3 separate regions of the Mus musculus genome follow, and all the other regions are linked to region 2. A link is a contact called in public HiChIP or PLAC-seq and promoter capture Hi-C data. All regions are on one chromosome and are shown on one strand. Each heading gives the region's core, a stretch centred on a gene start, on an enhancer-like site or on the middle of the called end of the contact. The rest is flanking DNA. Distances are from core to core; before and after follow the strand shown.

Region 1 (3,275 bases), core at 730-3,229, 190 kb after region 2:
GATCCGTATCGTAGGAAAGAGCTAATTCCAGGATCCGTATCGTAGGAAAGAGCTAATTCCAGGATCCGTATCGTAGGAAAGAGCCAATTCCCACAAGTGGTCTTCTGATTGCCACAGGGCACATGCACACACTCATTCAAAAAAAAAAAAAAATCAAACAAAAGAAACAGGGCTGGATAGATAGCTCAGTGTTCAGCTGCTTCCCTCTCTTCCAGAAAACATGAGTTCGGTTTCCAGCACCCACATTAGGTAGCTCACACAACCACCTGTCCACCTCAGAGGACACAATGCCCTGTCTGACCTTCACAGGTACCACATACATGTGGCACACAGACACACAAAACAATTTATTAAAAAAAAAAAAAAAAGCCGGGGGTGGTGGCGCACGCCTTTAATCCCAGCACTCGGGAGGCAGAGGCAGGCAGATTTCTGAGTTTGAGGCCAGCCTGGTCTACAAAGTGAGTTCCAAGATAGCCAGGGCTACACAGAGAAACCCTGTCTCAAACCCCCCACACCCCCAAAAAAAAGGAAAGGAAAAAGAAAAAATGTGGAAATGGGATGTAAAGAACAGGAAAGATAAGGTTAGAGGCAGGGTTAATTATTTGAGGAGGGGCTTTGAAGACCGAGCAAGGGCATGCCAGCCAAATGAGGTAGGTTTCTAGAAGCTGCAAGAGGCAAATTAAATGTTTCTCTCCTTGTCCGGGCAGTGGTGGTGCATGCCTTTAATCCCAGCACTTGGGAGGCAGAGGCAGGTAGATTTCTGAGTTTGAGGCCAGCCTGGTCTACAGAGTGAATTCCAGGACAGCCAGGGCTACACAGAGAAACCCTGTCTCAAAAAAACAAACAAACAAACAAACAAAAAATGTTTTTCTCCTAAAGCCTCAGGAATGAATACAGCCCTGCTGTATTCAGCCTGCTGTATAACACCCACATCTGACTTCTAGCCTCTAAAATATACGACAATAATGTGTCATTTTAATAATGTGTCACTAGATGGGTGGTGATTGTTGTTTTGATGGCCATAGAACAGTTAAAAGTCCAAACTCTTACTGAGGAAGCTCTGCAGGCTTGGAACTTCAGTTGTTATCTTGGGGTGATGGACAGAATTACCTTCACAAAGATGAGAATGAAACATGCCCTTACCCTTTTTGGGCTGGTTTGATCTGTGTAATAGGAGATGCTAGCATCAGATGAAGAAGGGTAAGGTCTTTGAACTCACGTTACTAACACCTGCTGCTGCCATAGTCACTGTCCTGCACAGTCCTGGAGAACTGTAATTGGACTTTCCAAGGAACGGTATGACACTGGGGTATGCGGGAGGCATCCCACAGGGAGACATAAGAAAATGGCAGTCACCCTCCCAAAAGGTCAAGAACTGTATTATATGCAGAACACAGCAAAGGTCCCCCAATGTGGAGGTCCCACATAAGAGTACCTCCCTTCCCCAGTCACCATGACTCAGAATGGTATCTTCCACCACCCTTGCCCCAGCTCCCTGCTTCCCTCGAACCAATGTTTCAGTCCCCTGAGCATCTCCCTAGCTGGGTCCCAGCCCTCAAATTCTGCCACTGGGACAAGGACCCCACCCCCACCCCCAGGTCATACGCAACAAAACTGCAGAAGGATGGACATGTACCAGGTAGAGTGGGCTGGGGTAGGGACGCGTTGGGGGTTGTGTGTCCCAGATTGGGGGTGTCCAGGGGTAGTGTGGGTTTATGAAAGGGAAGCATGGAGAAAGGAAGAGCCTCGCGGATGGCCGACAAGAAAGCGGCCAGAATCTGGGGGTGGGGGGCCAGAGCCAGGGACCCTTCCGAACACCGGTCCCGCATCCCCAGACCTCTAGGCTAGGAGTCGCTTCTGGAGCCAGGACCCTCCCGCCCGCTGGGGGCCCGTCCTCACCGACGGCAGCAGGCCCTGCCTCTCGGACGACGGAGCCGTGGCGGGTCCCTCAGCCTCAGTGCTTTGGGCCCCCGCCTTGGCTCCCGCCGTCACCTCAAGCTAGGGTCACGGGGCGAGCATGCGCAGGATGAGGGGGCCCCCATTCCTTTGTCGAATTCCGTCTATCCGGATATTACCTTCGCAGCGACAAGTTGAACGCTCGATGAATAGGCGTGAGGGGCGGGTCCATTACCCGGGAAGGGGGCGGAGCCAGTAGGAATTGGGCTACCTGGGTTTAGGATCCCCGGTATGGTCTACTGACGTCTTTCCACTTACTTCCCCCGTATTTGACTCTGACTCCCTCCTGGAGCATAACTCCAGTTCCAGGGGATTAGACGCCCTCTTCTGGTCTCTGTCCATCCAAGCAAAACATCCAAACACAAATATAAATAAATACTAAATAAAGCATAAACTGGAATGCTTATTTAAAGGTTTTTGTCTGTCCCTCCGAGGGAAGGGAAATGTGTTCTTCATTGAAGCTAACATTCCTAACTGCGCAGCATCCTTTGTCATTAGCCCAGCCCTCGCCCATTGGTCCAGTATTTATCATTTGTTCAGCCGTCGCCCATTGTTGTAGTCACTGACTGCTGAAATAGCCCTGGCACAATTCAGTGACTTTATCCCCGCAACCTTCTACTGTGGAGATGGAAACCGGAATGGCTCAGGGCGCTGCTTTCTGTATTTTGCGTGCTCGTGCATCCTATCATTCTGGGATTGCTGGCCCTCACCCATCTGCAGAAAGGCTCTCCCCCTTTACTCCCACATGGCCCTGGCTCCGCAGGTCCTTGGGTCCCACCCTTCTTCCTGGCTCCTTTTCCTCCATGGCCCCATCCTTTCTCTCGAGTCAACGTCATTTCCTGGGCATTCTCTAGTAACGCAAAGGTCTTCATGAATTACGTCATTTGCAATCAATCATAGTCTTGGTTGTTTCTAAAATTATTATGTTCTAATAAGATATATTATTATATATGGTATAATATAATTGTATATTATATATAATCTTCACGTATAAATCACTGATGTTAAGCCTCTGTCTCAAAAGAACAAAACAAGGGGTCCAATGAGGTGGCTCCCCTTTAGATAGCTGGTTCAACCAGAAGCCTTAGTTTACAGCACTTGCTACCAAGCCAGGCCTACCCAAATTTAATCCCTAGGACCCACATAAAGGTAGAAGGAGAGAAATCACTTCACAAAGTTGTCTTCTGATCTCCACACACAAACCCATGACCACACGTGGAGAGATGGATCATTGGTTGAGAGCACTGGCTGTTCTTCCTGCACCTATATGGCCGCTCGCAATGATGCAGATCTCCTGGAGCATAACTCCAGTTCCAGGG
Region 2 (3,446 bases), core at 283-2,782:
TTTCCTGTGTCCTGCGTGCTAGGCGTTGGGCTCTGTGCTGAGGACATAGAGCGCAGTAAGAAAACTGGTGCCTACTGGGTGGTCCAGTGAGATCCACCCCACACAGTTAAAAATAAGCTGGATGCTGACCCTAGCAGGGAAACTTAGGAGCAGCCAGAGCAAGGCTGGGCCTAGTCACGACAGTCTGAGACATCAGGGCTTTGGGGGCGACCAGCGCCGAGTTTCCTTGACCCCGCGAGTGATGTAGTGCACTCTAGAACGGGGTGGACACTCCAGATAGCACCACTGATTCCCGGAAGGAATCCTCCTCTGTATTTGGGAGCATGTAACTAAGAAAGCCCATCAATGCAAAGGGGAGAGTTTGACTTTAAAGTGGGCTCCAAAGGGTTTGTGGAGGTAACTTCTCCTGAGAGGCGGGGCGAGGCGGAGGGCGCTGTTAGTAGGACAAAGCCACTAGCAGGATTCTGGTGGGGGAGACTTTTAAAAGCTATATGGACTGAGGAACACTCATCTTTATCACATCTTCTTGTCGGTGTATGTTTTAATTTTTTTCTCACTACATTTATTTATTTACTTATTTATAGGTTGGGTGGGGGCACATGTGGAAGTCAGAGGACTACTTGTGGAAGTCAGTGGCCCAGGTTTTTGTTTGTTTGTTTTGAGGCGGGATTTCATGTAGCCCAGTGACTTCAGACTTCATATTAGCTGAAAGAGGCCTGCCTCCATTTCCCAGATGCAGAGATTACAAGTGTGCACGATCATGCCCAATTTTATGATGTGTGCTTCCTGCTTGGCAGGAAAGCATTCTACCAACTGAGATGTATCCCTTTGGTTTTGAGTTTTTGAGACAAGTTCACTCTGTTACACCAAGCCCATCTGGAATTCAGGGCACTCTTCCAGCCTTAGCTGAACCTGGAAAAGATAGCACTGCAGGTGTAAACCATCACACCTGCCTTCTGTCCCCCTCCTTTTCTACTTTGAGACAAGGTCTCACCACGTAACTATAACCTGTAACTCAATATGTAGACCAGGCTGGTCTTGAACTAATAAGAGATCCACCTGCCTCTGCCTCCTGAGTGCTGGAATTAAAGGTGTTTTCCACTCTAATTGACCTATTTTATTTTCTTACAACTGCAGTCTCATCTGTTCCTTGGAATGCAACCCCCACACCCCAAATCCACCTGGGGCAGGGCCTCATTCCTCAGTTTAGCTCCATGTCCTTAGAGCCTGCTGTTTAATAAACATGTAGATAAATATTTGTTGTATGAATGAAAAGCCAAGCAAAGAGGCCTACACACAGCAAGCACGTAAAACAGAAGCTCTTGGCCCCAAAAGGGCATCAGTCTGTCTCCGCGTAGATGGAGAAGCTCTGGCTTAGAGTAACTTAACTCTTACAGAAGCTTGGCAAAGTTAGAATCTGGAGTCATCACTTTTCCCTTGGTTTGTTTCTGGCTCCTCCCTCTTCCTTACCCCACCCAGACTGGGAGGTGAAGGGTTAATTCCTGGAAGCCCCTTTATCCCCTTACCTGAAAGGGATGGGTCAGGCAGGGAACTTCCTGTTCCATTTCCCGGGATTCCTTTCCCAAACTAGGCTACGCTGCCTCTTACCCTGAATTCTCCCAAGGATCCCCAAACATCTCGGCCTCAGGCGTCGGTACCTGGAGTGGTGAGTTGGAGGGCTGGGGTGTAGGCTTACAGCACTGTGGAGAGTGAAGGGTGTTTCGGGGGACCTACTGGTAGGCTGAGAGCTAGAAAAGTCTTGGTTATAATGAGCGGGTAACTCGTGCTGGAGACTCCAAGGCCACACAGCATGATGCATTTGTGGCCTTGGAGACATGAGGGAGGGTCCCAGAAGTGACGATGCCATGCGTTCCTAGCACCAGAAGGGGATCTCTGCCTTAAAAAAAAAAAAAAAAAAAAAAAAAAAAACAAGTTAACAGAGTTGAGCAAGTTAGACTGCTAGCAGAGAAAGGGGGTTATTTCTTGCAGAGGACCACTCTAGCTCCCTAGTGTGTAGGTGGATTTTATAGCAGTACCTACATACAAATTTAGACCGGCCAGATTTCACTAAAGAGCTTTCTCGCCCCACACCCAGCCAACCCCCTACAGAGGTGCATATTAATAGGCCTTTTGTCCTGGAGACCTGGGGGAGGGACAGGCTTTCTAAGGCCTACTTGCCTGAATTCCATCTCTTGGAAACCTCTGGCAAGTCCTCACCTAGAAATTCCAGCTGCTGTGTGGTTAGGCGGGCCTTTGACCAGAATCTAGAATTCTCTCTTTCTTATCTATGCTGTCATACTCCAAGCTAATACTGGCAAAATTTCATGGGGTAGGACGCAAATAGTGGGTTCGGAACCCCATTTCCACTTTAGCAAGCAGTATTGCAGCACCGGGTGAAGCTGTGAGTAAATCACCTTGGACTCTCTGAACCTGTAGGATTAATAGGTTGATCTAGCAAGTGAGTCCGGGCGGGATGAAGTGAGCAGCAGGCAACTGACTGGGCTGCTAAACGCTTGGAACTCACGAGCATCTGCTGCAGAGTGGCCAGAGTGACTTCACTCTCTAATTGTTTTTATTTTTTTAAGGTTTATTTATTTTATATACAGAGGGTTTGTATGAATGTGCATCTGCGCACTATAAGAGGGAACTGGGTCCCACCAACAGTTGGGAGTTGCCATGTGAGTTCTGGGACTTGAAGTCTCATGAGCTCCGGAAAAGCAGCCACGCTCTGAGCCTGGAGCGCCTCCATATCATATTTCATATGCTTCTTCAGACAGCGAAATGCAATGCTGTTTCCTGTGTGTGTGAGCCAGAAATTAGGGCTCGATGTGCTGGCTGGGCACAGGCCCTGAAGATACTACTCCAACCCCTCTTTGTGTTTTTATTTTTGAGAAAGAATCTCACTAAGTTGCCCAAGCCAGCTTTGTACTTCACTTAAGTCCAGGCGAGCCTGAAACTTTCAGTCCTGCCTCACCTGTGGCTGGCTCCATAACCTCTCTCTCCTTTTCCTTTTTGTTTCTAATATGTTTGTTGTTTTCTGAGACAGAGTCGTGTATCCTTGAATCACCAACTGAGCTGAGGATGACCTTGAACTCAATTGATCTTCCTGTCTCTACCTCCCAAGTTCTAGGATTTAGAGGACATTTGTATACTGGGGATTGGACCCACGGCTTCCCACATGTTTGGTAGGGCTAGCACTCTACTAAGAGAACTACATCTCAAGTCTCATCCTCCTAGTTTTTGGGTGTTTATTACAGATTTTTTTTCCCTGAACCGTACTTTGATTCTTAGGACTTCAAAACTTCAAAGTGGCAACTACTACTACGTAGTACTATTATTATTGCTGTTCCATTGCACGTGTTCAAGTCATTAAAGTAAATCACTTCAAATGACAGGCAAAAACTTACTGAACTCGAAACAATGCCTCTTGCTCAAGCCAGGAGAAG
Region 3 (3,213 bases), core at 341-2,840, 230 kb after region 2:
GGCTAGTGAAGCCACACTCGCCCAGAGTTTTGCCATCATCAAGGAGCTGGTCATCCTGAAGAGAGAAGCAGGGTTTAGGGAGAGGTCCTAAGGTCCCAAAGACAGCCAACTTAGGTGAGGAACTTAGGAAGAGGCATCCCTAAGTATAAAACACATATTCCAGGACTATATCCAAGAATTTCCAGCTCTGACTGCACTGATGGCTTACAGCAGCTAAAAGCTCTGGCAGAGACTTCCAAGGGCATTTTCTAGCACCCATATAGATTGGTTCACAATTCCACTTCCATGAGATCTGATCCCTTTGGCCTCCAGAGCACCTGAGCACCTGGACTGTATGAGAGCAGGTATCACACACACAAAAATAAAACTCACAGGCCTCTGAATTCTGGCTTTTCCAAGCTCTCTAGATATATCTAATTCAAAAGGTAGTTGGAATTTTTTTTTTTTTTGAGAAAATATCTCAAACAGTATTTTGTTCTTGAAATTCTGATCCTCCTACATCTAGCTCCCAAACAGGATTATTGCCCAGTTTTTTCCGCCTGGTGATCTAACCTAGGCTTTCATACAGGTTATGTTAACACTAAACACAGCTGCACCCCTGAGTCCTATCAAGTTTTTCTCTCCACTCCCCACCTTTCTTTTAAAAATCAACCTTAACCTTAAAACGGGAATTATGAGGAGCATAGAAAGCAGCACTAAAAACACTATGTGGTTCCTAGACCAGCAGAGGGTCTTTCAAGAAAAAGATCAGTGGGTATCAGTGAGAAAAGCCCTTTAGAGACATGAATCCAGGCTCTAATCTGGAGTTACAGCTGGAATTAGCTCAATGTATTTAGATTACTGGCACGCTTCTGGGAAGCCTGACTCGGGATTGGGGCATGAGGACCCAACTCCGCAGGCTAGCTTATTCAAAACTGGAGCTGGCTTCTGGAGGTGAGCTTGAATGCCAAGTGTTTCTAGAACATCAGAAGACTGGCGAGGGTAAACACTGGCTGGGTGAATCACTGGTGGGATCTTGACCTATCTTCTAAACAACACTTGCATTCCTCGAGTTCCACCCCACCCTGTGACAGTGGGATTCCGGTGGGCTCCCGACAGGCCGAAGGTGGCTAGCCAGGAACAAACCCTGGCTCTGCCACGACCTTCGGCTGCGTAAGATTATCGAGGCCTCGGTTTCCCCAACCGCTGAGCAAGACGGCCTGGCAGGGCGGGGCGGCTGCCGGGAGACCTGATGCTGCCGGCTCTTCAGCACGATCAAGAGACCTCCTTGTTAAGTGTCCTGTCTGGACCCCCGCGCGCGCAACCGCCACGCCCGCTCGTCGCACCTTGTAAAGCCGCTGCTCCTCTGGCGGCCGCTTGAGGATGCCCTCGACGATGCGCTTCAGTTCGAACACGGTGCTCGACTCCTTGGCGTCCGTAAAGATGGTGGTCTTGTGGCGCCGGATCATGAGAAACACGTCCTGAGGACGGCGGGCCCGCGTCAGCGCTAGCCCGCGGCCCCCGGCGTGGCCCCGGAGCCCCCGCCGCCCCCGGCCCCGCGCCCCTCCCCCCCGCGCCCGCTCACCATCCCGGCGGCTGCTTCTGGCTCGACGCGCCGGCGCGGCCGCGCTCCGCCCCTTCCCGGCAGCCCAAGCGCGACCCAGCGTGCTCTGCGCGGCCCCGCCCGCCCCGCCCCCTATCCTGCAGCCCCTCCCACGCCGTTGCGGCCATCTTAAGCGATCCGGAAGCCACTTCCTGTGCTTGGCCGCCATCTCGGTGTCTGGGTTATAGGTGGTTATATATTGAGCCCGTCTCGGATCCGTGGTGCAAGCTGGGCTTGCTTTGGGGCGTAGAGAGTGAGTCACGGAGAGCTACTCATGCATATCTGCCATGAACAATTTTATATGAGTGTTTTATCTGCATTTATGCCTATGCAACTGTTACATGCAATGCTTGGGAAGGCCAGAAGAGGGCCGTCGGGTCCTCTGGTCGTGTGGGGTGCAGGAAATCGAACCTAGCTAACTCCTCGAAGAACAGCCAGTCCTCATAATCATCGAGCCATCTCTCCAGCCCACGTTTATTTATGGGTCAAGCTCTTGCAGGGAATGTGAGGGGTAACTTTACAGCCATTTTGAGACGATGTACAATTTTGGATCTAAGATCACCACTGTGTATTCTCCTCATCCAGCTCTAGGCTTGGGTCTAAGGGTTTGTTAAATCCAATTCAGCCATGCTTTGTGGCCTCTTAGGAGCTAGAGAAACTATTGCTCTTCGAGACTTCTGCTGTAGTTATTAGGGTCCACTCTAGCTAGACTTGGCCACCTGGTCCCAGTACACCAACTAAAAAGTGTTAATAGTGAAAAGCATTGATAGGTTTACTTAATGTGGCCATAAGAAGAGGTCCAGTGACTTTCCCAAGTCGACTGTGGAGTTTGTTTAAACTGAAATGGAACAAATGAGTAGTGTTAGGCAAGGTATGGCCCATCATTTGACTGTCCTACAAGATGGCCTGATGAGCTGTGACATCTGTTTCAGGTCAAACCCTTCCTTATTCCAACATGAGATTCCTGGGGAAATCCTGATTACTTGGAGACCATTGTTTTTAACAGCCTTGAGAAGGCTAGGCTGACTTCACGACAGACTTCAAATTGGCAGTTAAGGACACTAGGCCTAAAAACTGGGCAAGTCCAGGGAAGTCAATTGATGATTTAAAAAAACAAAACAAAACAAAACCCTAGGCTCCAGCCTTCATGTCCAGGTAATGGACTGTCCCAACTACCTCGTCTGATGCAAGGACAGTGGGTCAGCAGCAGTTTCCAGACATCCTCAGCTACTTAGTAACAGTTCCCAGACCTCCCCAGCAAGTTTCTAGTCCCCACACCATGTTAATAGAATTCTGTAGAGATGTGCACAACAGATTAACATAGAGGTCACCTACACTGGAATTCTCTAATGTGCTTTAAATCAGGCCTGAAAGCTCACTTGGGTGTCTCTATCTTGGTAATAGGAGACCCCAGCATGCTGGACTTGTGCAGCTTAAAACATTCTTTGCATTTACATACTATTTGAGTCTGGGGTATCATTCTTTGGAGAATCATGTATCCTTACAGACTGATAGTCAAAGAGGGGTGGGGAACAAAAGGACAGTGGCTCTTTGGATTATCTTCATTCCTTTTACTATCTCTGGTACATTTCCTGGGACTGAAGAAGACAGGATATTGTCCTCTCCCTCCA

Evidence for each region. HiChIP or PLAC-seq counts read pairs in DNA pulled down with a chosen protein or histone mark. Capture Hi-C pulls out chosen DNA fragments and counts their contacts.
Region 1: an H3K27ac HiChIP or PLAC-seq map of embryonic stem cells shows a contact between it and region 2, with 14 read pairs. The contact joins the promoter of Flywch2 here to the promoter of Zscan10 in region 2. A contact is called at or near these places in 1 of 39 promoter capture datasets (embryonic stem cells), 2 of 484 Hi-C or Micro-C datasets (forebrain and nephron progenitors), 4 of 115 datasets of contacts at active chromatin or transcription factors (embryonic stem cells, epiblast stem cells and pancreatic cancer cells) and 2 of 9 other capture datasets (adipose tissue and pancreatic islet).
Region 3: a promoter capture Hi-C map of adipose tissue shows a contact between it and region 2. The contact joins the promoter of Elob here to the promoter of Zscan10 in region 2. A contact is called at or near these places in 1 of 484 Hi-C or Micro-C datasets (rod photoreceptor), 3 of 115 datasets of contacts at active chromatin or transcription factors (all in embryonic stem cells) and 3 of 9 other capture datasets (adipose tissue, liver and pancreatic islet).

What each region holds. Positions count from the first base shown.
Region 1 is chr17:23,784,102-23,787,376 of GRCm38.p6, forward strand. It overlaps Flywch2 (FLYWCH family member 2), which reads right to left and starts at 1,980. Exons shown (of 3, transcript NM_029798.4): 1 at 1,900-1,980.
Region 2 is chr17:23,599,294-23,602,739 of GRCm38.p6, forward strand. Zscan10 (zinc finger and SCAN domain containing 10) reads left to right here and starts at 1,533. Exons shown (of 7, transcript NM_001289481.1): 1 at 1,533-1,666. It also overlaps a transcript of Zfp13 not described here.
Region 3 is chr17:23,827,519-23,830,731 of GRCm38.p6, forward strand. It overlaps Elob (elongin B), which reads right to left and starts at 1,591. Exons shown (of 4, transcript NM_026305.2): 1 at 1,565-1,591; 2 at 1,326-1,460; 3 at 1-55. The coding sequence starts at 1,567.